Regions from separate parts of the Gossypium hirsutum genome. Here region 1 is linked to region 2. A link is a contact called in public Hi-C data. All regions are on one chromosome and are shown on one strand. The core of a region is the stretch at or near the end of the contact, and the rest is flanking DNA. Distances in the headings are between cores, read along the strand shown.

Region 1 (4,935 bases), core at 1,276-3,775, 62 kb after region 2:
CTGAGCTAGGGGTAATCTGTGTGTCTCGCAAGCACACCTTAAAAGTTCTTTGATCTCGGGTAAGGCGGCTTGGTAGCAATTACTGTAAGCCTGAAAAAACATAAGTCCAACCCATAAGTACAACAAGAAATTTAGAACTCTTAACAATTGAACTTATTCCAAAACTGTCACAATTACCTTTATGTTTTGAGTTCTAGAAGTTATAGAACTCCGAAGATTGACAGCCTGCTTGCAAAGAAAAACAGGATAAGGAGTGTTTATTGAGCAAGAACCAAGTACATAACAAAACAAAAAACACAAGGTAAAGGAAAGGACCTCTAATGCTTTGCAAACACTTTCGAGCTCAGGCTGAATCTTGATTTTCTCGGTTGTCATCACAACTTCAATAACACCCAAGCAAGTTCCACTACCTTGTTCGAAAACAGGAAGGGCAAAGGTACCACGGACATCATGTTCTTGAGCATGACCTACTCTTGGGTATTCATCCCTTTTAAAGAATCGAACATCAGGAGTCCACTCCGGAACCTTACTCAAGAAAACCCGACCAGGCAATCCTGCTATGTCCTTGGAATCCTCCTCTGCTGGAAAATCATATTTGACAGAGATGTTCCTATAACTAGCAAGTTTTTGGCTGTTTGGATCGAGTGAAAAAGGTTGCTCACTGGTAGTTAGAAAGCGTCTACCTCCTCTATTTACAGGCAACCATAATTGTACAAGGACATCTTTCTCTTTTCCAAAAGCTTTGATATAACCAAGTGCTTGAATTAACCTCTGCATTACACTGGTTGCAGGACCTGAATTCACTCTAGGTCCAATCCACCATCTTCGATTCGGCTCAGAACCGTCAGTTACACAATCACTATCTAGACTGTGACTTTGGCTAAAATGAGGACTGACCAAACTTTCACCTTGAGCTTCATTCCAATGTGAATTTCCAGACAACAATGATCTTTGGTTCTCTCCTTGGTGAGAGAGGCCACCGCCCAAATCACCCGCGTTAGACTCCGAAGTAGGCCATGTAAATGCAGGATCAAAGAAATTATTTGAAAAGGGTAGAGTAGGATTAAGGAAATCAGATCCCTGTGTTGTCTCTAACCAGCATCCATCTAACAACAATTCGTCCATGTAGTCGAAATCCATTGCTCAATCTGGTAGTCCACCCAGCATGGTGCCTTGTGAGAAAATGGTATCTTCCATGGCAACGTTGTTCCACTCAATTTAGAAATCAAAGAGGATGGCAAAAAAAAAAACCTTCCAGTATCAATTCCAGTCTTCACCAGAGAATCTGTTCAAAATATAATGACCCATCAAATATTTGAGGAATACCACCAACTAGGACAAGATCATAAGAATAATGAAGTTCCAGAGAACTCTAAGCAGCAAAAGATTATGTCAAAGGATAAGGAATAATTAATGTGCGTCACATAAAGATTAGGCTTTTCTTTTGCTGTTCCACATCTAGTATCAGTCAACTCAAAAGAAAGGGGAAAAAAATACAAGAAATAAGAACAAGAATCAATCAAAGGATAAATCCCAATCTAAGGAGCACCATATTTCATGATGAAAATTCAAAATAGCGAGAATAAAAGAACAAACATTGAAAAAAAAACCCACTTTCTACATATTCTTCCCAGTTGGTCAGCTGATATCTTCAGCACTTTTGGTTCAAGATTCTCACTTTACCGTAAGGGAATAACATGGAGTAACATGGCCCAGAACATTAACCATTAAAACCAAGAGATTTTCATTTTCTTTAAAAATAAAAAGACAAGACAGCAACTCAAGATGTTGTATATTTACTAGGCGGAGATTCTTGAAGATACCCCAAATCTCAAACGGATACTACATCACCATATCAAAATGTTCTATTTTCTGGAACATTTATTATTATTTTAGTGTCTTGTAAGTTGAAATAGTAGTTCAAAGAGAAAAAAAAAACAGTCTGAAGAAGCAAAAACAAGAACGTGGAGGAGCAACAAAGAAAGATCTCATAAAAAAAAAAAGAAAGCTTGAAACAGACTGTCTCTGTTCATACCTCTCTAAGAAAAAACCTGTCTGGGGGTCATAGTTATTATCTGCGGCTGCCTTGGAATAGACTCAATATGATTCCTGGTTAAATGAGAATGAATGAAGATTCTGTTGCCATTGAAGCACTGACCCCACGTCATACATAAACAAACCCCTTCATTGGGCCTTGATATTCTCGATGAAAAGTCAACCTTTTCCAGCCCACCGCTGGTGAAGAAGAAGAACAAGTATGCTTTGATGACGAATAATGGAGTTTACTATTTAATTACTAAAATAAGGGAAGTGGAATCAGATTTTCTTCCTTCAAGTGGTAAAAAAAAATGGTTGCTTTCTGAGTGTTTACCCACTTGGACGTCCCTTGAGAATAGAGATGCTCTGCTTAACCATCACCAGCTTCCCTCTCTACATTAATTTATTTCCACAAACATTAACAATCCCCTTTTTATTTATTTATTCAGTAAACAACTGGTGCACGATGGGTGGCCAAGGCTCCTCCAACCGAGTGAGTCGGACTCAGAGACAAGAGTGGTACTTTCCAAAGGTTCATTCATTTCCTTAGTTTTAACAGTGTGTTGAAGTTTCCATGTTGAAAAGTGAAAATCTTGAGTAGACTCCAATCCTATTTATTTAGAAAATAATAATTTTCATTTAGAAATTGGATTTTAGAATTGAAGATCTAAAATTATATATAATATAGTCGCAAATGCAAGTGGAGAATTATGGCATCCACGCTAGTGAGGGCTAAGACCTCTCCAATCAATTTGACCAACTTGAAAACATCATCATCCTAGACTTTTCCTTTTCTTTCCTGTGTTCCCCGGGAAACTGTTCCTAGTCTGCCCTTTGAAAACTAAAATTGTTATTTTTTTATACAACTCTTTCAAAAAAATTTATTGATTTATGTTTATCTTTTATTAAAAGTAATATATATTTTAACATATTTGTTGAGGGGGAATTGGCTCCAATCGACTAAGTATCATCCTTCAAGCAGATAACTCGAATCCCCAATAATAGAATGCGTTATCTTCATGTTGAGGCTTTGTCCCTAACATCTGCAGAGAGCCGTGTACAATTTACAAAAAGGGGTGTCTCGATTGATAGAATTAGATATTTGACGCGGGAAAGATGACAATGTTAGGCGTATAAATAATAATGGAAGTATCTCGGCACACCATATCTTAAATCACCAATCTAGGCTTGAAGGTAATAAATGTATGAATATTCCCTAATTGTGCACAACTTTTTATAAAGTTCAAGAACAAAAATTCGATAGGAAAACAATACTTTTGATTGTTGAAAGTTTAGAGGATGATGGTTCAAAAAAATCTTTTCAAAAAAATAAATTTTCCCAACAATATTTAATTAAAACCCTAAAACCCTTCAAATCTTTTTTTTTTATCTTTAAAGTTAAAATCCTTATTTTTTGTAAATGGAATGTATAATAAATTGGAATCTCAAATCTCAATCTCAATGCATGATTAAGAGATTCAATTGATAAAAACTCATTCTAATCTGACACTTTACCTCATCACTAAGAAAATTAAAAAAGAAATGGAATACAGTACACGTAATGTTTAATTGTTATGACTTAGGAATTAAGACTGATTTATGCAGTAAATAAATAGAAATTTGGAACATAGTGGTGGGGTTGTTTTCATTAAAAAGTAAGATGATTCTACTTCTTTTCTTTCCTTTTTTTTATTATTTAATATTATTATTGATGCTCACCTCAGCTAAACTGTTTTAATACTAGCCTAGCCTAGCCTAGCCCTAGCCTGGTGTTGGATTTTTCTTTTATTCTAATGCTAACTAGAGTGAACAGTCTTGCTGGCTTTCTAAAACTGATTTATTAATTTATAATTTCTTAAATCATATTAATTATGCTGCAATTCTTATGCAATTTAAAATAACATTAAAATTTCTTTTTATATTATAATCATTTTAAACACATTAAAATTGTCGATTGAGTCTTAGTCTAATTGGTATATGCATTGTCATTAATGTGTGAGTTTAAGTGCGCTGAAGCATATTATCCTCCTATTCATAAGTTGAGGAGGGATTATAAACTTTCTAAACATCGTGTCAAAAAAAAATAACACAATAAAATTAAATACCTCTTTTTTTTTATTTGTAATAAATGTATCGATTTATTTTTTATTTACGCTGTTTGAGTTAATTAAAAAAATGGTTTGAATAAAATAAAATAAACAAAAGGTTTTGTAATTTTCTCAATTATTAAACTAAAAAGAAAAAACAAAACTCGATGGTGGAACAGGGACAAGTTGTCTCAGTTTCATTAGTTGACATACATTCAAACAAAACACATCAGCAGTGTAGTTTGAAAGATTCATTACCATTTAAAAAATTAACAAAAATCTTATGTTACCTAATGTATTCTGATGTACCCAAAAAAACTAAAACTAGTCTTTTTCTAGAGTATCATTTAAAATTAATTTTATACTTTTATCAAATAAGATATTATTATATGAGAAATTTATAAAATTACTCATAAATTATATCTGTTTTTATTTCTTAATTTAGTGTGTCGTTACCCATTTAACCGGCAAAACTAAGCGTAAAAACCGTTTTTATTTTTTAATTAGGCATTTGGTTCGTTTTTTTCTAAAATTAAGGAAATAGATCAGCTGAATGTACTTTTTACATAGGTGATAAGTAAGCGCACCCGACTCGACGTGTTTTCCCTCAACAGTGAAAAATCAACGGTTTTTTAAAGTTGTCGCGCCAACAATAAAAAAAAATTAATAGGGCCAATGGTAACTTTTTTTACCCTATAAATACCCCCAAAATTTTATTTTTTTTCATTCAAATCCTTTTTTCAACTCTCTTAAACTTTTTGTTCTAAACTTATCAATGTTCTCATTTAAAAATATATTTTTTAATTATCTC
Region 2 (5,621 bases), core at 7-2,506:
AACATTTAAATTAATGTCTTCGTCCCTTCTTTATTATTATCTAACATTTTGCGAGATTATGATATAATAAGTCTATTTAAAAATTAGTTTTTATATGTTAGATAAAACATAAATTGATATTTTTTCAATAAAATCTATCCATTTGTACTATTAAAAATTAATGTGGTTTATTAAATAATCACGCAGTAACACATGGTGTGCCACATTTACCTCATTTTGACGCACAATGATAAGTTTTTAATAATAAAAATGGATGAAATTTTTAAAAGAAGAATTTATTTGCCCTTTGATCTAACTTATAGGAACTAATTTACTTATTTTTGAAGTAGATAAGACAAAATATAGTTCAACTTCTAATACAACAATCTTTATGATACTTTGATGGAAGTAGATGTTAGACCTCAAATTCTTTGGAAACTCAAATTGGAAAAAAAATGGACTATTTAGCTATTTGTTTTTCCATATATTTTGAATGAAATCTCAGATCATTGTAAGTTTACTTTTAGAACTGCCATAATATTTCATGAAGCATATAACATCTTTATGAGACAGTGAAGTCAAATGCATCATCATTAATATTAATGAAAATGTTTCTTCTTCAAATTATGTTTTCTTTATTTTGAACTGCTGAATGATGAGCCCAAAAACATGATTACATGAAAGCATTTGTAATAATTATTTTGTGCAATTTTTGGGATTCAACAGAAATAATACAGTGGGGGGAGGAGGGGGGTTGTACATTCAAGATGGAACCACTTCGAAATAGCCTTGAGCCCCTGCTTGCAACACTTTTTTGCAGATCTAACTCAAAAACTTTTGAGAAGCACAAACATCCCAGTTCTTATATCTCTAGAAACTGCATTAGTATGCAGACTTTTGCAGTAAAGAAATCTATTTTAACTAAGGACCACCATTCCGACTTAGCTAAAGTTTAAACAAACCAAGCAATGATTAGGTCGGCTTCAACTAGGCCCTAACATTTGGGACCATATATACACATTGCAATTTTTGTATTATTACTAATTTACACTTCACCTCCTCAACAATTTAGGCTCCATATGGAAATGCAGAAGCAATTTTGGATGAATCAATTTAAAGTTAATTGACCTTGTCTTTCTAATGATTTTATAATATATTCTTCTTATGTCATGGAAAGTCAAGTGGACTATAATGATAGATAACGGGACAAGGATATGAAATGTAAAATCAAAGAGGCATGGCCCAACTTTCAAAGTTAGCCAAAAGGTAAAGGAGGCATTGATTATCAAGTTTGCTGCAGCAAAGGAGCTGAACGCTTCAAAGCGAAGAAAGACTGCTTCTCTGGGCCTTGAGAGCCTGCTGCTCCTCATTCAAGATTATTTATTAGCCTTATTTTGTCACCGTCACCAAAAACAACAGACATGTGTAGTTACTAGTGAAGCCTTATTTATGCTTTCACTCGACCTATTTATTTTCGCTAATGAAAAGATGGGGACCTTGTAATATTTTAAATATGAAACAAATCACATCACACAAAAGGTTAGGGGCGCCGGATTATAAGCACAATCACCCGTAAGCAGTGTTCACACACAAATACGCAACGCAATTTGACAATCCGCATGGGATTTAGGAAAGGCCAAAAATAAACAAAAGAAATTCGTACACGAATCCACCTGGCACTTTGCACTTTTTTTTACTTCCCCAGTGAGGAAACAAAATATAAAAAATGAAAATAGCATGAAGGAATCTGCTTTTAGGTGTGAGTTGTGTGGCAAGGACTAATTAGGAGTCCTCCTGCCTCTCCCAGTGTCCATGTGGCATGGTGGTGTGGGCATATTTTGCATGATCGAGGCGTGGCACCGAGGTGAGATGAGTCGCTATCATTACTCAAAATGGGGCCTTACTCAAAAGTTGCCCCTTATGCCTTGGCGTTTGTATTTTTCGTTGAGCTAAGTCCATCACGGTGACGCTGGTGGATCCTAATAAAGTGGGAGAGGGCGTCTGGGATTCTTTCATTCCTTTCTCTTTGTATTCAATTTTACGAACGTTGATTTATATTCATATCTTTTTTGATGTAATATTATTAAAGCCTAGAGGCAAGCATCACCAAACATCGTAGCTTGTTGAGATTATAGTCGCACCAAACTCAAACCCCCAGATAAAACTGCAGTCACTCACTATTTCATCCATCACACCAAGTCGTGTCGTCGACTTCAAAAACAGGTTTACATTCAATGATAACCCATTAATTAGAGTGTTTATAAATAGCTCCCCAAACCCCATGATAAAACAAAAATAATATGAGGGAGATTTTATATTAAGAATTAAATTGTATTTTACCTCATCATACTTACCTTTTTCGAAGCTCAATACAAAACCTCCTTACTTAAGGCTCTCAACATCTGAGTTTACCACCACATCAGCCTCCCCCAACATAGTATATATATAAAATAAATGAGTTATGTATAAATTTTAAAGTGAGATGAGATGGGAAAACATTGGTCATAATTACCCGGTTCGTCAAGCACATCTATTTTCTTTTAAAAATAAAATCCGTATTGTCAATGTTAATTATGAGTTGCAAAGGCCTGGACGGGGACTAGTCAAGAATGTTTTGGTGGATGACCTACTGTGCAGGGTCTCACCATCATTACTCCCATCTTCCCAACTGCTCCCTACTCCTTGTCTCTTAATTACTTGCTAATACTACCCAAATATCCACCATCACCATCTTGCATGTATATGAATATTTAATGACGATGTAAAGAACAAGTTTGACCAAATACTTCTGCACACGACCCATTACTCTACATTTAATGAAACTTTACTCATGGCAGCTGAGCTTACCCAAGCTCCAACCACTTTCACTCTCATTTACTATATTATAACGCCTCACCATCATCCAATATAAACAGTTAGGGTTCTTTCAAATATATACAAACAATAGGGTAACTCATTCCATCTATCAAATTGAATTTTCATTTAATAAATAATTTGAATTTTGAGTAAAATTAAATATTACAATTTAAATAATAAATTAGTGTAAATATTTTTTTTATCCCTATCAATTTCGAGATTGAACAAAAAATTATAAAATAATCAAAATAATCTTAAAAAATCAAAATTTTATAAAATAATCTTAAATTTTATATAAAAAATTAATACTTATTTTTTTCCAAAATGATAAATAACTAAACCAAATTATCTTGTTTTTTATGAAATAATTTTTAAATATATATCACTAACTTAAAATTTAGTTGTAATGTCAACAAGATTTTAATTTGACTTATTCAATTGTTTAATTTAATTCAAACAAGTTTATTTGACTTAATTTGAATCAAATTTCATTTCACTCGATCCAATTAAAAAACATCAGATTACACTGAGATGATAAATTAAGATTCATCAACTCGACTTAACTCAATAAATAGATGAATTTAAATTTAATTGGTTATATAAAGAGTAATTTTTGTCGCCATGTAAAGTAATTGTTATACAAATATGTGTTTGACTAAGCTTGCTATATCTGTGCGGACAGTCATAAATAGGGAATAAACATGGCTTCAAAAATGGCTGGAATCAAACAACGCCTGCTTTAGCAAAGCTGTCATTGATCATGATTATGCTATATTTTCTTTATCAAGAGTTCATCAAATTTGACATTGTAAAATGTCTAATTTTCAATTTAAATGATTACATTGTGTCACTACAATTTTCTTCTTCCACTTTTAATTCCTTTTATAAGAATAAATTAAATGGAGATTAAATTCTATTATTTATTTTTGTGTTTTGTAAAAGTTGTAGATATAATCTGTATACTTTAATTTGATCATTTTTAGTTTTTGTATTTTTAAATTTTTAAATTTCGGTCATTGTTAAACAATAATTGCTAAATATGATGAATCAAACATATTATCATATGTGTAATGTCTTGCTAGCTTCTTATTTTCACATGCTACTCACTAAAAATCAAATTAATGGACTAAAGACTATCATTTGTATTAAGATAGAAATTTCAAAATTCAACAAGTATAGAGACTTAGAAGGATCAAATTGGAGAATATGGGCTAAATTTACATCTGTACAAGACTAATAATTGAATGTAGCCAAATGGATTTAACTACAAATGCTTCGCTTAGGACTAAAATTTTAAAATTCAAAAAGTATAAGGATTAAAATTGAAAAGTTAAAAAAATTTGGAAACTAAAATTGATCAAATTAAAGTATATAGATTAAATTTACAATTTTAATAAAGTACAGAGACTAATAACATAATTTAACCATAATTGAAAGATAAATCTATGGATTTTTTTCCCTCAAAATTTAAATAAACAATTCTAATAACTTTCGTTTGTCTTTCTTAGCAAACACAAGAAGGGATTGTACGAAGCTGTGATTCTACGTTATCCCTATCGCTTTTCAATAGGAGAATGACAAATCAAATTTTTACTCCTGATTTTCAGTTTTTTCCTCTTGAAAAAATTCAAATTCAGCAAAAAAAAAGCTAAAATTATGATTTGTCATTCCCCTATTAAAAATGGATAGGAAAGACGTGAAATCATAATTTCATACCATCTTTTCTCAACAAACACATACCAAAAGAAGAAAAAAGATCCATGTGGCTTCCATCTATTTTACTTCCTATTAACGGAAGAAGTTGTTGTTTCCTTTTTGGAGGTGGCTTACTTGGTTTTCTCTCATATATAAACTACATTTTTTGAATATATATTTTTCAAGAAAGATATGATTGACAAGTTTGCTGCTAGTAAATGAAATTATGATAAATGCCATTAATTGAAATTTGAGGAGATATTGATTTTCCATGTTTATTAACTTAGCTGATGATAATTATTTGTTTTCTGATTGATACATATGTTTAACTTTTTATTAATAAGATGTTTGAATAACTTTGGGTTATTGATTTACATCTTCGAATCTCAAACAGTGTCATTGAATTTATACTTTAATATGTAGTAATACATTTACCTCCTCTTCTTCATCATACACTCGTTCAATGTCCTATAGTCTCATTGATATTATTATTGCAGTTATCATTGTGCAATTAGGAATAGCATCACAAATGAGTAGTTACCTTGGAAGATTAATATTGGTTATCAATTTATAATTATTAATTAAATAATTGTGTTGTAAAAATATAAATTTTGTGAGTAAAGTTTTCATATAAAGACGTAACTTTATATGAAGTTGTTTTGTAAAACAACATAATCCTATAAAAGTGTATCCCATTTAAAGATACATCCCAAAGAAAGGTCTATCTAAAGGACTTTTTTATTAATATTTGAAGTGTTGAGGAATTTATTACATATTGAAGACATTTTAAAGCATTAAAGAAAATGTTCTACACGCCTCAAAGTCATCATATTTTACTAACATTATATTTTATTTTTCTTGCTTCAAGTTTCTTAATTATTCTTCTAACATATTAAGGCTTTAATATGATTTTCATATGAGATTTAAATTCAAGGATGTAATGATGGACAAGAGAAGAATAAATTGCAATGGTTGTTTGACTTCAATTATTATTACAATGAATCAAGACCGGTTTCTCATCAAAATGATAATGTAAGTTCTCTTTTTAATTTTGCATTTATTATTATTAGTATAATGGTCATGTGCAAGTT

What was found. Hi-C and Micro-C count contacts between places; a contact is called where the count stands out from the background.
Region 1: a contact with region 2 is called in a Hi-C map of leaf, with 1.8 times the contacts expected there. The contact joins the promoter of LOC107922567 here to the enhancer-like site in region 2. A contact is called at or near these places in 16 of 34 Hi-C or Micro-C datasets (callus, cotyledon, hypocotyl and 3 more).

What each region holds. Positions count from the first base shown.
Region 1 is chrD01:16,006,628-16,011,562 of Gossypium_hirsutum_v2.1, forward strand. It overlaps LOC107922567 (protein NLP4), which reads right to left and starts at 2,526. Exons shown (of 5, transcript XM_041087139.1): 1 at 1,615-2,526; 2 at 316-1,285; 3 at 178-225; 4 at 1-90. The coding sequence starts at 1,140.
Region 2 is chrD01:15,946,300-15,951,920 of Gossypium_hirsutum_v2.1, forward strand. No RefSeq gene overlaps it. Among protein-coding and RNA genes, the nearest start is that of LOC107922133, 23 kb to the left of the region's middle. Within about 2 kb of position 1,257, at least 7 of the 9 cell types and tissues checked have an H3K27ac peak or open chromatin away from gene starts, as enhancers often do. A contact at or near this core is called in cotyledon and leaf, where this site is marked.